Linked DNA regions of Mus musculus: all the other regions are linked to region 4. The links are chromatin contacts, called in public ChIA-PET, Micro-C and promoter capture Hi-C maps. All regions are on one chromosome and are shown on one strand. Each heading gives the region's core, a stretch centred on a gene start, on an enhancer-like site or on the middle of the called end of the contact. The rest is flanking DNA. Distances are from core to core; before and after follow the strand shown.

Evidence for each region. A called contact is a pair of places that touch in the nucleus more often than the background predicts. ChIA-PET counts read pairs in DNA pulled down with a chosen protein or histone mark. Capture Hi-C pulls out chosen DNA fragments and counts their contacts.
Region 1: a contact with region 4 is called in a Micro-C map of embryonic stem cells, with 4 times the contacts expected there. The contact joins the promoter of Ttc3 here to the promoter of Dop1b in region 4. A contact is called at or near these places in 1 of 39 promoter capture datasets (pre-B cells), 2 of 484 Hi-C or Micro-C datasets (B cells and embryonic stem cells) and 1 of 115 datasets of contacts at active chromatin or transcription factors (bone marrow-derived macrophages).
Region 2: a contact with region 4 is called in a promoter capture Hi-C map of adipose tissue. The contact joins the promoter of Ripply3 here to the promoter of Dop1b in region 4. A contact is called at or near these places in 2 of 39 promoter capture datasets (neural stem cells and pre-B cells), 3 of 484 Hi-C or Micro-C datasets (CD4 T cells and embryonic stem cells), 4 of 115 datasets of contacts at active chromatin or transcription factors (double positive thymocytes, extraembryonic endoderm stem cells, memory CD8 T cells and 1 more) and 3 of 9 other capture datasets (adipose tissue, embryonic stem cells and liver).
Region 3: an RNA polymerase II ChIA-PET map of memory CD8 T cells shows a contact between it and region 4, with 10 read pairs. The contact joins the promoter of Vps26c here to the promoter of Dop1b in region 4. A contact is called at or near these places in 1 of 39 promoter capture datasets (pre-B cells) and 1 of 115 datasets of contacts at active chromatin or transcription factors (memory CD8 T cells).

Annotation. Positions count from the first base shown.
Region 1 is chr16:94,368,814-94,372,037 of GRCm38.p6, forward strand. It overlaps Ttc3 (tetratricopeptide repeat domain 3), which reads left to right and starts at 1,926. Exons shown (of 46, transcript NM_009441.2): 1 at 1,926-2,048. It overlaps Pigp (phosphatidylinositol glycan anchor biosynthesis, class P), which reads right to left and starts at 1,737. Exons shown (of 5, transcript NM_001159618.1): 1 at 1,553-1,737; 2 at 1,276-1,379. The coding sequence starts at 1,617.
Region 2 is chr16:94,326,801-94,330,279 of GRCm38.p6, forward strand. It overlaps Ripply3 (ripply transcriptional repressor 3), which reads left to right and starts at 1,622. Exons shown (of 4, transcript NM_133229.2): 1 at 1,622-1,797; 2 at 2,546-2,621. The coding sequence starts at 1,697.
Region 3 is chr16:94,524,687-94,528,084 of GRCm38.p6, forward strand. It overlaps Vps26c (VPS26 endosomal protein sorting factor C), which reads right to left and starts at 1,943. Exons shown (of 8, transcript NM_007834.3): 1 at 1,652-1,943. The coding sequence starts at 1,708.
Region 4 is chr16:93,710,250-93,713,711 of GRCm38.p6, forward strand. It overlaps Dop1b (DOP1 leucine zipper like protein B), which reads left to right and starts at 1,658. Exons shown (of 37, transcript NM_027293.1): 1 at 1,658-1,819.

The DNA of each region.
Region 1 (3,224 bases), core at 676-3,175, 660 kb after region 4:
GTATGCAGAAAGCTCAAATGAAGGCAGACAAGGTTTGGTTATTTTACCTTTCCCTGGCCTCTAACACTGTCTGATACATAGTAAGTGCTCAGTAAATTCTTCAATTAGGTTTTGGTTTATCTAACATGCTTGTAGATTCCAATCCTTAAAATCCTCTTTGAATAGTAATTTATAGAAATAAAGGGCAGCTAATGTTTATTAAGCAGCTTCTTTGCATAAATTACCCAAGTTAATACAAGAGTCAAAGGACTTCAGTAGAGTGAAGTCTGCCAGTATACCTGTTCTAATTCCAGTCCTGTTGCTATTTGGCTTTGATCAAGTTACTTAAATTCAGTATTCCCATCTTTAAACTGAGGAAGCAAGGCAGCACCTACTTCACAGGTTCACTTCATGCAAAACACAAAGCTCTCAGGCCAAACAATGATTCCACGAAAGAGCCAGTAACTGTAGCTTCTTCATCCCACTACACTACAGCTAAGCTAGTACTTTTCACTTAAGAATTGGGAAGGATACCTCCACATAGACATTCTGATTTCTATCAAGGACCAGGTTGGATTGTGGGCATTCAATTTTCTACCACTTGATTGCCTCATATCTTCCAAACTATTTGAAGAGGGACTTTGGTTCTGTTTGTTGAGTTGGTCATATTAAGTTTGTTTTTGTTCTTTGTTTTTGTTTTGTTTTGTTTTGTAAGCCTCAGTGGCCTCATCTACAAAATGGAACATTGTGGGCATTAATGCAGATCCCAGACGTTAAGGGTACATTCTTACACCTGACTTCTCTGGCCCATTATCTTCACTCTTCAGCTACAGCATGCTATCCTGGAGCTATAAGCATCTCACTTCCAAACCTTCACAGGCCTTCACTCAGAGACTCTATCCATGGTCCTTCCTGACTTATTCTGATAGAACTGCCAGGGAGTGGCCTGGAGGTAGCTAACCCCAATTTCTAAACCTTCCAAGGCTCTTCCAGGGCACTCATCATGCTCTCTGAACTGTGGGTTTACTATGCTTCTCCACATGACTATGACCTCAAGGATTGGGGCCAGGTTTTATTCACATTAGCATCAAGCCTAGTGCTAAATAAATATTGGAGAGTTCATCTAGAACTGCATACATAAACTGAGCAAACAAACGGTACCCCTTTTAGGACTCGTGAAGAGACACAGGTAGAAAGAATCAACAGTTCATGTGTGTACGTTCTAAGGACAAACACATTATTTCCTGGTTCTCAATACCATTAAGGGCCTTGGCCATCCATCATTCCAGTACTTACTGAAGCCAAATTGTGAGCTTAGGAAAAGAACAAAGCCATAAATCGCTCTTTCTGGCAATGGCGACGGTGAATTTTCCACCATCTTCCCTGTGGCTTTAGACAATCTGTGGAAAAGGAACACAATCGTCGTCAGACATCTCCCCCCGCCCCCCTTCACCAATGGTCTGTTACATAATCTCATCGCTTGCTGCGGACACAGCCACTGCGGATGTTCGCGCGCGCGCGCCACTGCAGCTGAGGGGGCGGCGGGAGCGCGCGCTGCGGGGAAAATGCGCACCTCGGACCCTCTGAGGCGAGGAAGGGGCCCGGGCTGGACAGAGGCCCCGAGTCCTGCCCTCTCATGATGGGCCCTGTCCCAGCCTTCGTGAGGCTCAGAGGAAACAGGAGGCCCGGGACCTTGAGTCCTGCGAGCACCGACGCCCACCCGTCCCCACCCTTCAGCCCCACTCAGTCCAATGCGCAGGCGCGGCTCAGCTACCCCCGCAGCGTGGGCGGAAATTAAAAAAAAAAAAAAACCTGAGGAAAAGCAGAGGCTGGCAGGCGCCCCCGCCGCTTGGCGCAGGCGCACCGCGACCGCAGCGAGGGGGCTAGCACGGTCTCACCACCCACCCCACCGAGCTGAGGGGGCGACGCGGCGACTGCGCATGCGCACCCTAAGCCACGTGACCCGCCCGCCTCAGGAGCCGCGGAGCGTTCGCTCTGCGGGTCTGGTTGACGTGGAGGGCCGGAGGCGTCGGCAGCCCGCGTCTGAGGCTCGCGGGCTGCGGGCCCGGGTGAGTGCAGACCCTGCGCGCGGCGGGGCTCACGGAAGCGTCTGCGCGTCCCGCCGCAGCCGAGATGCCCGGGCATCGGGGCGCTCCACACCTCCCTCCGTGGGTGTGTGGTGAGTGTGGGTGTGCGCGTCGCCGCGCGTCTCGCCGAGCGCCCGCGCGCTGAGGGGGTGTGGCCGCCCTTGCCCTTGTGGGTGTGTTCCCTTTGTCCAGTGACCCTCGGGCGTCCTTAACGGTAGAAGGGGGGTCTTTTGTGTGCGCGTCGCCTGGCGTGCGGGTGACATCCCGGGTCAGGTACCCGTTCCCGCGTTCCGAGCGCTCGGGGACGCGCCTCTGGGTCTGCGGCTGGCCCGCTTTGTTCCTACGCTCTCCCTTCCCTACGACGGCGTGGGCGTCCTTCTCATCCTCTGAGGATGGTGGTTCCCCTCCCACCTTTGTCACTGCCTTCCCTGTGGTGTGCGCGCCCCCTCCTCAGCACCCGCGCGCGCCCGCCCACCCGCCGCTGCGGCAGGCTGCAGTGGCAGGCGCGCGCGTGCGTCCTCGAGGGTCCCCAAAGGTGCGCTGTGTAGGGGCCCTGTGGCGTGCGCGGGGTTGGAATTGCGGTGACGCGCGTGCGCGCTGCCCCTGGTCTGTGTGTGCGCGCCTCTCCCCCCCACCCCCACCCCCGTTTCTGGGAGGACCCGGGAGGGACGCAGAGCTGCCCCCCACCCCACCTCCCCACCTGCAGCCTTTTCCTACGCCTGCGCAGGGCTGCTGCTCCGCAGTGCTGGCGACGTCACTGAGGCCTGGGCTGCCATCTCCTATTGGGGAGGGGACAGACTAGGGGGGTGGGGGGACAAAGGACCAAAATGAAGCCGAGGGTGTGTCGGTACCACTGCACGGTACCTTTCTCAGAAGCTTGTAGTTTCCAGACGTCCTTCAGTTTGCAAATTCTTTCCACCGTTTGTGCTTGTGCCTCTCACCAGGCGATGGCTAACACTGGGTATTGCAGGGTGTTTATAGCAGCCTTTTAAAGCTCTGGACTCTGGCGAGGGATCAAGGGAACAGGGTTGAAATCATACAGGTTTTACTGCTCTCTCCGGGGCAGTTTTCTCACAACCACAGCTCTAGTTAGAACACGTTCTTTCAAGAAATGTGTATTTTATTTTAAGAAAAATGGGTTTGTTATACGGTAAAACT
Region 2 (3,479 bases), core at 372-2,871, 620 kb after region 4:
AGACAGAAAGAGCAGCCCCCCACAAGATGTCTTCTGGCCCCCACATGTCTTGCCCATACACATAAGCAAACAAACAAACAAACAAATGTAAAAACAAAGTTACCCTAAGCAGCTCCTCTTTCTAAACCTTGTATCTAGGGGCTGGAGACACAGCTCAATGGTTAAGGGCACTTGTTGCTCTTGCAGAGGACTCAGATTTGGTTCTCAACGGCCATATGGTGGCTCACAACCGTCTGTAACTCCAGTTCCAGAGGATGGAAAGGTAACATGGTGGGCAGACCTGCATGCAGGTAAAACACACATAAGATAAAATGATCTAAAAATAACCTTTTATCTAATTTTCCATAGTGTTCAGGACTCCGTAGAGTTCCTGGATTTCAGACACAGGACTAGGAGAGAAAAGAGACCTGCACAAATTTATTTATTTATTTATTTAAGTTTCTGAGACAGGGTTTCTCTGTGCATCCTTAGACTGTCCTGGAACTCACTCTGTAGACCAGGCTGGCCTTGAACTCACAGAGATCCCCTTGCCTCTGCCTCCTGAGTGATGGCTCAACATGAGTGTGTTTTTATCAGCTATATAACATACCCCCATCCTTTACATACTATTGGGAACACTTGGCTGTCACTAGATACCTTTTCATTCTTTGGGCTCACAGATACACGTTATCAAAGTTCTTTAAAAGGCACCCACATCTAGGTGTTTTTTTATTAAAACAACAAGAAACCACTGACACCTTAACTGTGTTCGTGAGTTCACATTGTTTGCTCACTCCCAGCTTCCTGCTTTATATTCAGGGCTTTTAATACTGTAAATAAAATTTGTAAATACTCCCTCTTTCCTATTTGCCCTTAATTGGTGTTAAATATTCCCCAGATCTTAAATAAACCATTCGAAAACATTTTATTCCCCACCCCTCTCGGTTTTTAAAACCCGAGTCACTTAATTTAAATGACACAGACCAAGCTACAGTGTTCACATGCAGTCACCTGGCACTGGAGAACAGGTTATTGGGCAAAGGGGTACCCGGGGTCCTGACTGGTGACCCCTAACAGGAAGCACCCCTCCCCCATCTTAAGGCTTTCGTCGGTGCGGAGGTTGCGCCTAAACCCTCGCCTGGCTTCGTAAACCCAGCTGTCACCCACTCGTGGAGCTGTCCTGACCCTCGGTGTAGCGAGGACTCTGTGCCCCACACTCACCACCTCTCACAGTGCTGAAAGGGAAACTCTGGGAGAACTGGGGTGCGGGGTGGGGCTTCATGCTTTTAGGGATCAGAGCCCCGAGGGCAGCGGCCCCAGGAGTTGCTCAGCAGTGGGGAAAATTGTTCCCCGGGACGCGCAGCCGCCACCCGTCATCTCGGAGGCCCTGTAGGCCGTCTGTCCCGCCCTGCGCTTCCCGCTCCGCCAGTGACCCTCCTGGTTTTCTTTTGTCCTTTCTCCACTCTGGACACACACCCCTCCCCGCCGTCCCGACCCTGCTCTCTTCCTTGAGCCTTTCTGGTCTCCACCCTCTGCTTCCTCCGTCCCTTCCCGAGGTCCCTTGCCCTCCCCCTCCCCACGGGGCGCAGTTTCCCCGAGTCCCCTCCCCGCCCCGCCCCAGTTTTTAAACCTGGCGCCGAGTGAGCGGGTAGGTGAGCGCGTTCAGCCAGGGGGACCAGGCGCCGTCGGGCTGAGAGATTCGCGCGACACCCGCACCATGAGACCGGAGGCGGCCGGAGTCCGGGAGGCGCGGGGACGCCTCTGCCACTGTCCGGGGGATGATCCCGGGAGGCTACCGCTGCCACGCGGGCCCGAAAGGTGAGGGTGTCCTGTGGCCCCGGTGGAGGTGCACCCAGACACTGAGCTCCTTAACCTGAGATCGACTACTGCAAACTCCTGTCTGAAGTGCAGGGACCCCGCGGATATCTGGCAAGGAAATGGGCAACACTTGCGTGTATTGAGGATCTGAAATTGATCCAGCTGGAAAATACTGAAGGCTGGGGGCCCCATAAGAAATTTATAAAAGGATCCTGCGGTCTATCACAAAGTGACAGTCTCCTGCCCTACGCTGGGGATCGGTGTTTGCCCATCCAGGGACATCGCTATCTTTAAAGCTGTGAAGTTTAAGGAAATCAGATTAGCTGGGTAGGTAGGAAGCGGAGCAGTTTGGCGATGCAGAAACGCCTTTGGCATAGTAGTCTAAGGAGTCTCCAGCAGCAGAGGTGGTGTACTTGAAACCAACCATCTGTATTAGAAAAATTTGAGGTATCAATGAGAGATTTGCTAGGAGAAAAAATAATCTCCACTCACACGCGCCCTAATAATAGGTTAGATTTGGGGCTTCCCATCTCAGAGTGTACTAGGAAGCAGAGCCCGGAGAATTCTTCAGGAGGCAGGAACAGGTAAAGTACTGACTGGCCCATCGGCAGACAGACCTTAAGGGATCATGGTGTGTGCAGGGACTCTTTGTCAAACAGACACTATGGTATCAACCTCATAGTAACCTTTGGGGGGGCGGGGCGGCAGAAACGCCAGGAGTTCAGTCTCTCCTGGTGCTTGTTTCCAGTTCCATTCCAGCCCCGTGGAGACCGTGGATGTCGCCTCCCCCCGGAGATGCTGAACTGACCAGAACTGAACGTCCGGTAAGCTAAATGTGACTGTTGTAGGCAATAGTCAATCCAGAAAGCGGCACCACGTCTATAATAACTTTGAAAACAAAACCAAAACCCGGGGGAAGGACTCCTCTCTCGTGCTTAGCTTGGCCTAACCCACAAGTAAGTTCCTGAAGGTCTGGTGGGTAGAGCCCAGAGTGAACGGAGGTGCTAATGGGCCCACTGGGCTCGCGATTGCTCCTCCGTCCTTGAAAAGCAAACAGCTGAGGACATGGGCTTTGCATGGTAATTACATGCAGCGGTGGGAGAGGAGGGTTCTTCTATAAACCAGAGCATGGGGGAGGGAGGGGCAAAGCCCAGCCCCCTTAGAGAAAAGCTGATTATGTACCACACTGCAAAGCAGGCAGACCTCCATCCACCTCAGGTGCCCAGACAGTGCAGTTAAAAGCTCCCACCCTTGTCTGGCCCTGTCTGCAAGAACTCTTGCAGGATCTTCTGTTCTCTGTGCAAATACACTCAAGCACCGGGCTTTGTCAGCAAAGATTAATTGCCACAGCTATCCCTTTATCTTTGCCTTGCCGGTTAATTGCTTTTGACTTATTAAGCGAATGTTTTGCTTACATTTGCTATATTCTCAAATATAAATGGACCTTTAAAACAGTGGAGGTAGCTTAGGAAGGGCCATGCATCTCACTTACACAACACCTGTGGGATACAGCTTAATGTACAGATAGATGTGATATGAAAAGTTAACTGTGGGAAATTACTCCTCTATTATTCTTTTACATTTAAGTTATTTTCTTTGAATACTGAGTGCTTTAATTCAGTTAGCATTTATAGAAGCTTAAAGAACGGAGCAAACAGGAGGGCAGCTAGAGTCTGCTACAT
Region 3 (3,398 bases), core at 693-3,192, 810 kb after region 4:
ATTTGAACTCCGGACCTTCCGAAGAGCAGTCAGTGCTCTTACCCACTGAGCCATCTCACCAGCCCCCTCCTACAAAACTATTAACCAAGAAAAAAGTCATGTCGCTTTCCATTGGCCTCAGAACTGTTACTATTTTGCTACATTTACTTTTGTTCTGTATACACATGCGGAAACTTATACACACCACATCTAGCGGTTAAGGTTACCATGGCAAAGGTCAGCATATGAAAGGGCTCCCTTGTGACTAAGACACACCGAGAAATTCAACACAGACACAATTGTTTGACAAACGCTTTGCACTGCATTCTGGTCCTTGCCTTTAGTGTCTTTCATTTTAAACAATTTTACTGGCCGGGCATGGTGGCACACGCCTTTAATCCCAGCACTTGTGAGGCAGAGGCAGGTGAATTTCTGAGTTCGAGGCCAGCCTGGTCTACAGAGTGAGTTCCAGGACAGCCAGGGGTACACAGAGAAACCGTCTCGGAAAAAAACAAAACAAACAAACAAAAAAAACCCCAACAATTTTACTGACTTACCATTTAAAACGATTTATTTCAAATTATGTTATACACTGTGTCTGTGAGTGCAGTCCAATCAGACCAGAAGTGTGAGATTCCCTGCAGTTGGGAGTTACAGGGAGTTGTGAATGGTCTGACATGGCAGCTGAGAACTGGACCCTCCGAAGATCAGTGGATTCATCTCTCCAGCCCTTATCTTATGGCCCCTGGGCTCGTATCAAACTCAATATGCAGCTAAGGATGATCATAATGTTCTGACCCTGTCTTAAGTGGTAAGATTACAGACACCCACCACCACGTCTGATTTTATGCGGTACTGGCAACTATTTTACAATCTGAGCCACTTCCCCTGGCCTCCAATTGCTTTTCATGAAACTGACAGCTTTAATATGGCAGTGGTTTGACAGTGTGCCTCAACTGAGGCAGGATAGATCGTTTCCTTTATGAACTAACTAAATACTTTCGCAGTGATCTAGCATAAGTGAGTTTCCACTTTCTTAGTGCATCTTGCCAGAGTACAGTCGCTTTTATAAGGGGTGATGGCAACTTGGTGTTTGGGATTTTGTTTTGTGGGGGAGGGGTCTTTGAATGATGTCTACTAGACAAATCACGAATATAGCTTCCTGTGTGGTGAGGATGGAAGTGGGGTGGCTCACTGGAATCTTTTTAAAATAATCAGGTTTCTAGCCTTTAGCGTCCATTTAAGATGTTCACCTGGGATGTTTTTCCCTTTCAACACCACGCTGCATTTGTATCCACTGAACTGTGTGCAGAAGCTAGCTGTGACTCCACGGCTGCTGTGCTGGTGTCTCCGGAGGTAGAGACAGGGCGATTGCATTCTACAACTAGGGTAATGGATCCTGCCGCGGTGAGAGGCTTACAAGAGAACTCTGCTTTAGGATTGACCACAGCCTGGAGCACACATGTCTGTTCTGAAAGCTCTTCTGCAGAAAGGGGCGTTTGTCATCTGCTCTTCACCCCCAGAGCGACAGCTCGAGCCCGCCGCCCGCCCGCCTGCCGCCGGCCCCCAGCCCCACACTGGACAGGACCGCAGGGCACGCCCATCTAGCGTCGGGGCCGCGCGAGCCGTGCTGGAGACCGCAGAGCTTGAAGCCCAACACCCCTCCACTTACCCCGGCGTGATACACTTTATTCGCTCTTTTAATCTTGATGTCCAGAGTGGTCCCCATCTCAGATTATCCGCAAAGGCCGCAACTTCCGGCCACTCGTGACCCGGTTGCCCCGCCCCCTACGAACCCGCCCCTCCGGCGCCTTCCGCAGTGGTGGCACGTGACCGGCTTTCGCGCCACACCTCACACACCTCCCTCCTTCGGGCACAGGGCGTGGCTTAGCGCGGACAGGGGCACGAAACCCACACGCGCGCGCGCGCGCGCGCGCGAACACACACACACACACTTCCGGAACGCGGGAGTGTGCTCTCTGTTCTCCCGGCGTGCCCCGCGGCGGGGGCGAGGCCGCTTCGCAGCGTTTTTTTTACACAGGAAGGCTGCCTTCCCGTCGGGCTGTGCGGCGCGAAAGGCTGCGTTTCGGAGGTGGGTTTCCGGAAGTGATAGCAGGAACGTGTCCCCTCCTGTCATCCGCTTCCTCCATCCCTGTAGCCGCGTCTGCTGCCAGATGTTCTGAGGCGCCACCGCCAGTATCCTCCGGGCGGACGAGTCCGTGCCAACCGCAGGGGCGTGGCCCCGCGCTTGCGACCTGCTGGGCGCTGATTGGTGGAGGGCCGCAGCTACGCCCCCTCAGGCCACGCCCACGACGCAGAGCCAAGGTTTCGGGAAGCGCGAGGTGACCTCGCTCTGCGGCTGCTCGCGGCTCCGCGGCCGCGGAGGCTTCTGGGTACTCCCCAGGCGCCAGCTCTGGAAGTGGTCTTGGTGTTCTGTGGGGTATCCGGGCGGGCGGGCGCGCGAGCGGGAAGGTTGGAGTCGAAGCGGAAACGGACCTGCGTACCCCTTTCTCCCTCCAGCAGCCTGCCGCAGTGGACGCCGAACTTTAGGGGGGATATTGCGGTTAGCCAGCATGCTAGTTACTGAATTGTGTAAACTGACTCTTCCGATAAGCAAGTCAAATCTTGATGTTTTTGTTACGTAAAATGATGTGAAGAAATGGTATTTGTTGAATTCCTTGATTATTATTTTCTTAAATATATATCACTTTTAGGATAACAAATTTCTCTGTAAAGTGGTTTCGTGAATGACTCTAGGTGTTTTGAAGCCGAGAACGATGTACGACGGCTGCAATTGCTTTTGAAGGTTAAGATAAAATGTTTCTCAGTATCCACAGCTCTATTTTCAGCTCCCATCTCTACCCTTAGGACTTACCCGTGTGACCTACAGACTTTCCTAGCAATTCTAAAAAAATCATGTGGGACACAGCTTAGATATTTGGAAGACACAAATTCAGTGCAGGAAAGAAAAAGAAAAGCCTTTCCTTCCATATATGGCTTTACAGAGTCTTGTTCCTCCAGGGACGATGTACCTGATTTCCTCTTTGAAAATTGCACACATGGTTAAGGAAGGCTGGTCTACTGTGAAGAGCGCTCCTTCCAGGAACTACCAGTGTTTATTGAGTGCAAAGGCCGTCCTACAAGAATCAAAAGTCCACTTTCCACAAACACTGTTCTTTTAAAGTCTTTCCATCCCTTAATCTCATGTTAAATAAGTTTGATTTTGTCACTTTAAGCTACTGAATATCAGACTGTCAAATTGACAGTCTTGTGGCTCAAGTGGGACACTAGGTCTTTTGTGAGGGTAATAAATGGAAGTTGTGGTTCTGGTGTGGAAGTAAGGTGAGCATCCCAATAGAGAACAGCTGGAGTTCTCAGAGTTGATCCCTGCTTTTCTGCATACTGCGGTGTCTGACAAC
Region 4 (3,462 bases), core at 408-2,907:
TCATTACGGATGGTTGTGAGCCACCATGTGGTTGCTGGGATTTGAATTCCGGACCGTTGGAAGAGCAATCAGTGCTCTTAACTGATGAGCCATCTCTCCAGCCCTCAGCTTGCTTTTTTATAGAACACAGAACCAAACACAGAAGTGGATGCTCACAGTCAACTATTGGATGGATCACAGGACCCCCAATGGAGGAGCTAGAGAAAGTATCCAAGGAGCTAAAGAGATCTGCAACCCTGTAGGTGCAACATTATGAACTAACCAGTACCCCATAGTTCTTGACTCTAGCTGCATATGTATCAAAAGATGGCCTAGTCGGCCATCACTGGAAAGAGAGGCCCACTGGACAGGCAAACTTTATATGCCCCAGTAGAGGGGAACGCCAGGGCCAAAAAATGGGAATGGGTGGGTAGGGGAGGGTGTGGGAGGGTGTGGGAGACTTTTGGGATAGCATTGGAAATGTAATTGAGGAAAATATGTAATAAAAAAAATAAGAAAAAAAAAAAAAAAGAACACAGAACCACCAGCCCAGGTATGTCTTTACCCACAATGGGCTGGGCCCTCTCCATCAATCACTAATTGAGAAAATAAGGTTTTGTCTGCTTATAGCCAGATCTTATGAAAGTATTTTCTCCATCGAGGTTCTCTCCTTTCAGCTGACTCTAGATTGTGTCAAATTGGCATAAAACTAGCCAGCACTAGATAGCTCTTTCTAAAATTTTCATGGAATAGGCTATCACTGAAATAACCTTAGTCGGTAGAAGGCGCTGTTTCATCTGGCAGCGCTGCTGCTGGCGTCATCAAGACACGGTCAATGTCAGAGTGAATCCTGCCAGCTCCCAGACCCCATCACTCTTCGAGGATGCATGGACACCTTAACCCGGAACCCCCAAGCCTTCTGTTCCTGTTACCTGGGATTCTTCCTGCCTCCACCCCACGATGAAGATTGTGGGTGTGGTCCTGACGCAAAGCCCAAGGGTGCACGACACTGGGAAGGCCCTGCTCCCAGAGTCCGGAAAGCCCAGGGTTTTTTTTTTTTGTTGTTGTTGTTTTTTTTTTTTTCTCTTTTTTTTTTTTTATTAGGTATTTTCCTCATTTACATTTTCAATGCTATCCCAAAGGTTCCCCATACTCAGCCCCCTTCCCCATACCCACCCCCCAAGCCCAGGGTTTTACCTGCCTGTTTATGTGAGACCTTACCCGACTACATCGCAAGGCCACGCCCACCACTGGCCCCCCAAGTTTAGACCAGCCTCCAGCCCCAAAAACCCCGCCCTCAGAGACCCCACCCACCATCGGTCCACTGGCAGCTCCACGCGTCCAGAGCCCCGCCTTGAGCACCGAGGCCCCACCCACTCTGCCAGACCCCTCCCCCAACCCCTCCGCCTCCAAGTCTCCTCTTTCGCTCTCCGCCCTATGTGACTGACCAGGGCGCGGCCCCACGCCGCAGAGGCCAAACCAACCCCGCCACCAAGGCCCCGCCCACACGCCTAGAGTCCCGCCCACGAGGAGAGAGGCGCCGCCATACCGTTAAGGCTCCGCCCCCGTTCACGCGCAACGTCATGACCCCGCCTACAATGGCCCCTCCCAGTCACCGCTAAGGACCCCGCCCCACGCCGAGGGCCTGCCTCCAGGTCCCGCCCCCCGAGGTCCCGCCTTCCGGCCCCGCCCCCAGCCGCCCAGTTCCCGGGAGTGGCGGCAGCTGGGCGGAGGCGCAGCGATACCTCCGCCTTCGAGGTCTCTGCCGAAGCGCAGAGCCGCCTTGTCCCGCAGCCGACGGGCTCCGTCCCACGCCCACCGCCGAGGTCCGCGGCCGCCGGTAAGTGTGGTCCCCGCGGGCCCGGAGCGGCAGAGGCGTAGAGCTCGGGCGGTGGCGCGTCTGCTGCAGTGCGGGTACGGCCGCGCGTGGGTGTGGGCTTCAGACCCGGCCTTCTGCGCCTGGCAGGGTCCGTGCGAGCGGGCCTCGGGCCGCAGGTGGAGGTCGAATGGCCACCGCTGTCAGCCTAGCCGGCCCAGGGCCGTTCTGGAAGCTCAGCCTTTGTTGGGCAGGGCTTCCAGGTTCCCTAATGGTGTCCCAGCAGCCGGCGTGCACCAGCCAGCCTGCCCCTGCGCCGGCGGATAAGCCGCGGAGGAGGTGCTCACCCGGTGACAGCAGTCCCCATCTCGGGAAGCCTGTGTAGGGTTGTTGAGGACACCCCACCTTTAAAAGCTATTCCTGTGAAGTGTCAGGTGTCTTGCTTTTTTTCCCCCCTCTAGTGCTATTTGATCTCAGTGTAAAAGACCGAATTCAAAACTGGGCCAGTTGGTAAAGAGGGTTGATGCGCTGTAGAAGCAGGGACATTATCAGCAAGTAAATAGGAAGGCTGCTGATTGTCGGCTTTTACTGTGTTCATCATACTCCTTCCTTGTAAGCATGTTTACAACCGACTTCCGGATCCAGCAGATGGCTTTTGCGTCTTCACCTGAGCTTAGAAATTAGGAATGGGTAAGGCGAGAGCACTCCTACGAATGCTTTCTGTTTCAAGGTAAAGGTATCGGGTGCACGTGTGCATAGGGCTTTGCGTATTATCTTTTGTAGCCTCCATAGCGCTATCAGCCCACTGAACTGCGGTTGTATCTCACAAAAATAGGTGTTGGAGATGGCTTGTGAGAGGGGCTGTTTAGAGGTTGACCTAGCCATTGTATAACAGAACTGAGCCCGAATCCTATGCCTACCACTAATCCCTAATATCCCCATCTTTCGGCAGTAATGTCCCTTGTGGGACTCCAGTGTGTTTCGTAAGTGAAATCAGTGTAGAGCTGACACAGAAACTGTGTAGTGTTGTAATTCCCCATGCCCGTATTTTGAAGGGGTTCGCTTGAATAACCTCTGAGCTTCTTACCTGTGCAGTTGTGCCAGCATTGGGCCCTCACAGAGAAAGAACTGCACCTGCTGCCTGTTCATACCTGGCTGACAGCCTCCTTGCCAAGGGCAGCCAGGCGCTCTCTGTCATCCTGGACACTCACCGTCTCAGTGATGCAGCTCTTCCTGGCATCATGAGAGTCCACACCTGTGGGCTCCGAGGACTCCTTTGCTGATAGCTTGCCTTCCTCTTTCCTCTCTTGTCCAAACCAGACTCGGATAGCTCTGTGTGTGTGTGTGTGTGTGTGTGTGTGTGTGTGTGTGTGTGAGAGAGAGAGAGAGAGAGAGAGAGAGAGAGAGAGAAGAGAGTGTGTGAGTGTGTATGTGTGTGTGAGAGTGTGTATGTGTGTGTAAGAGAGTGTATGTGAGTATGTGTATGAGAGAGAGTGTGTGAGTGTGTGTGTGTGTGTGAGAGAGAGAGAGTGTATGTGAGTATGTGTATGAGAGTGTGTGAGTGTGTGTGTGAGAGAGAGAGGAGAGAGAGTGTGTGAGTGTGTATGTGTGTGTGAGAGTGTGTATGTGTGTGTAAGAGAAAGAGTGTATGTGAGTATGTGTATGAG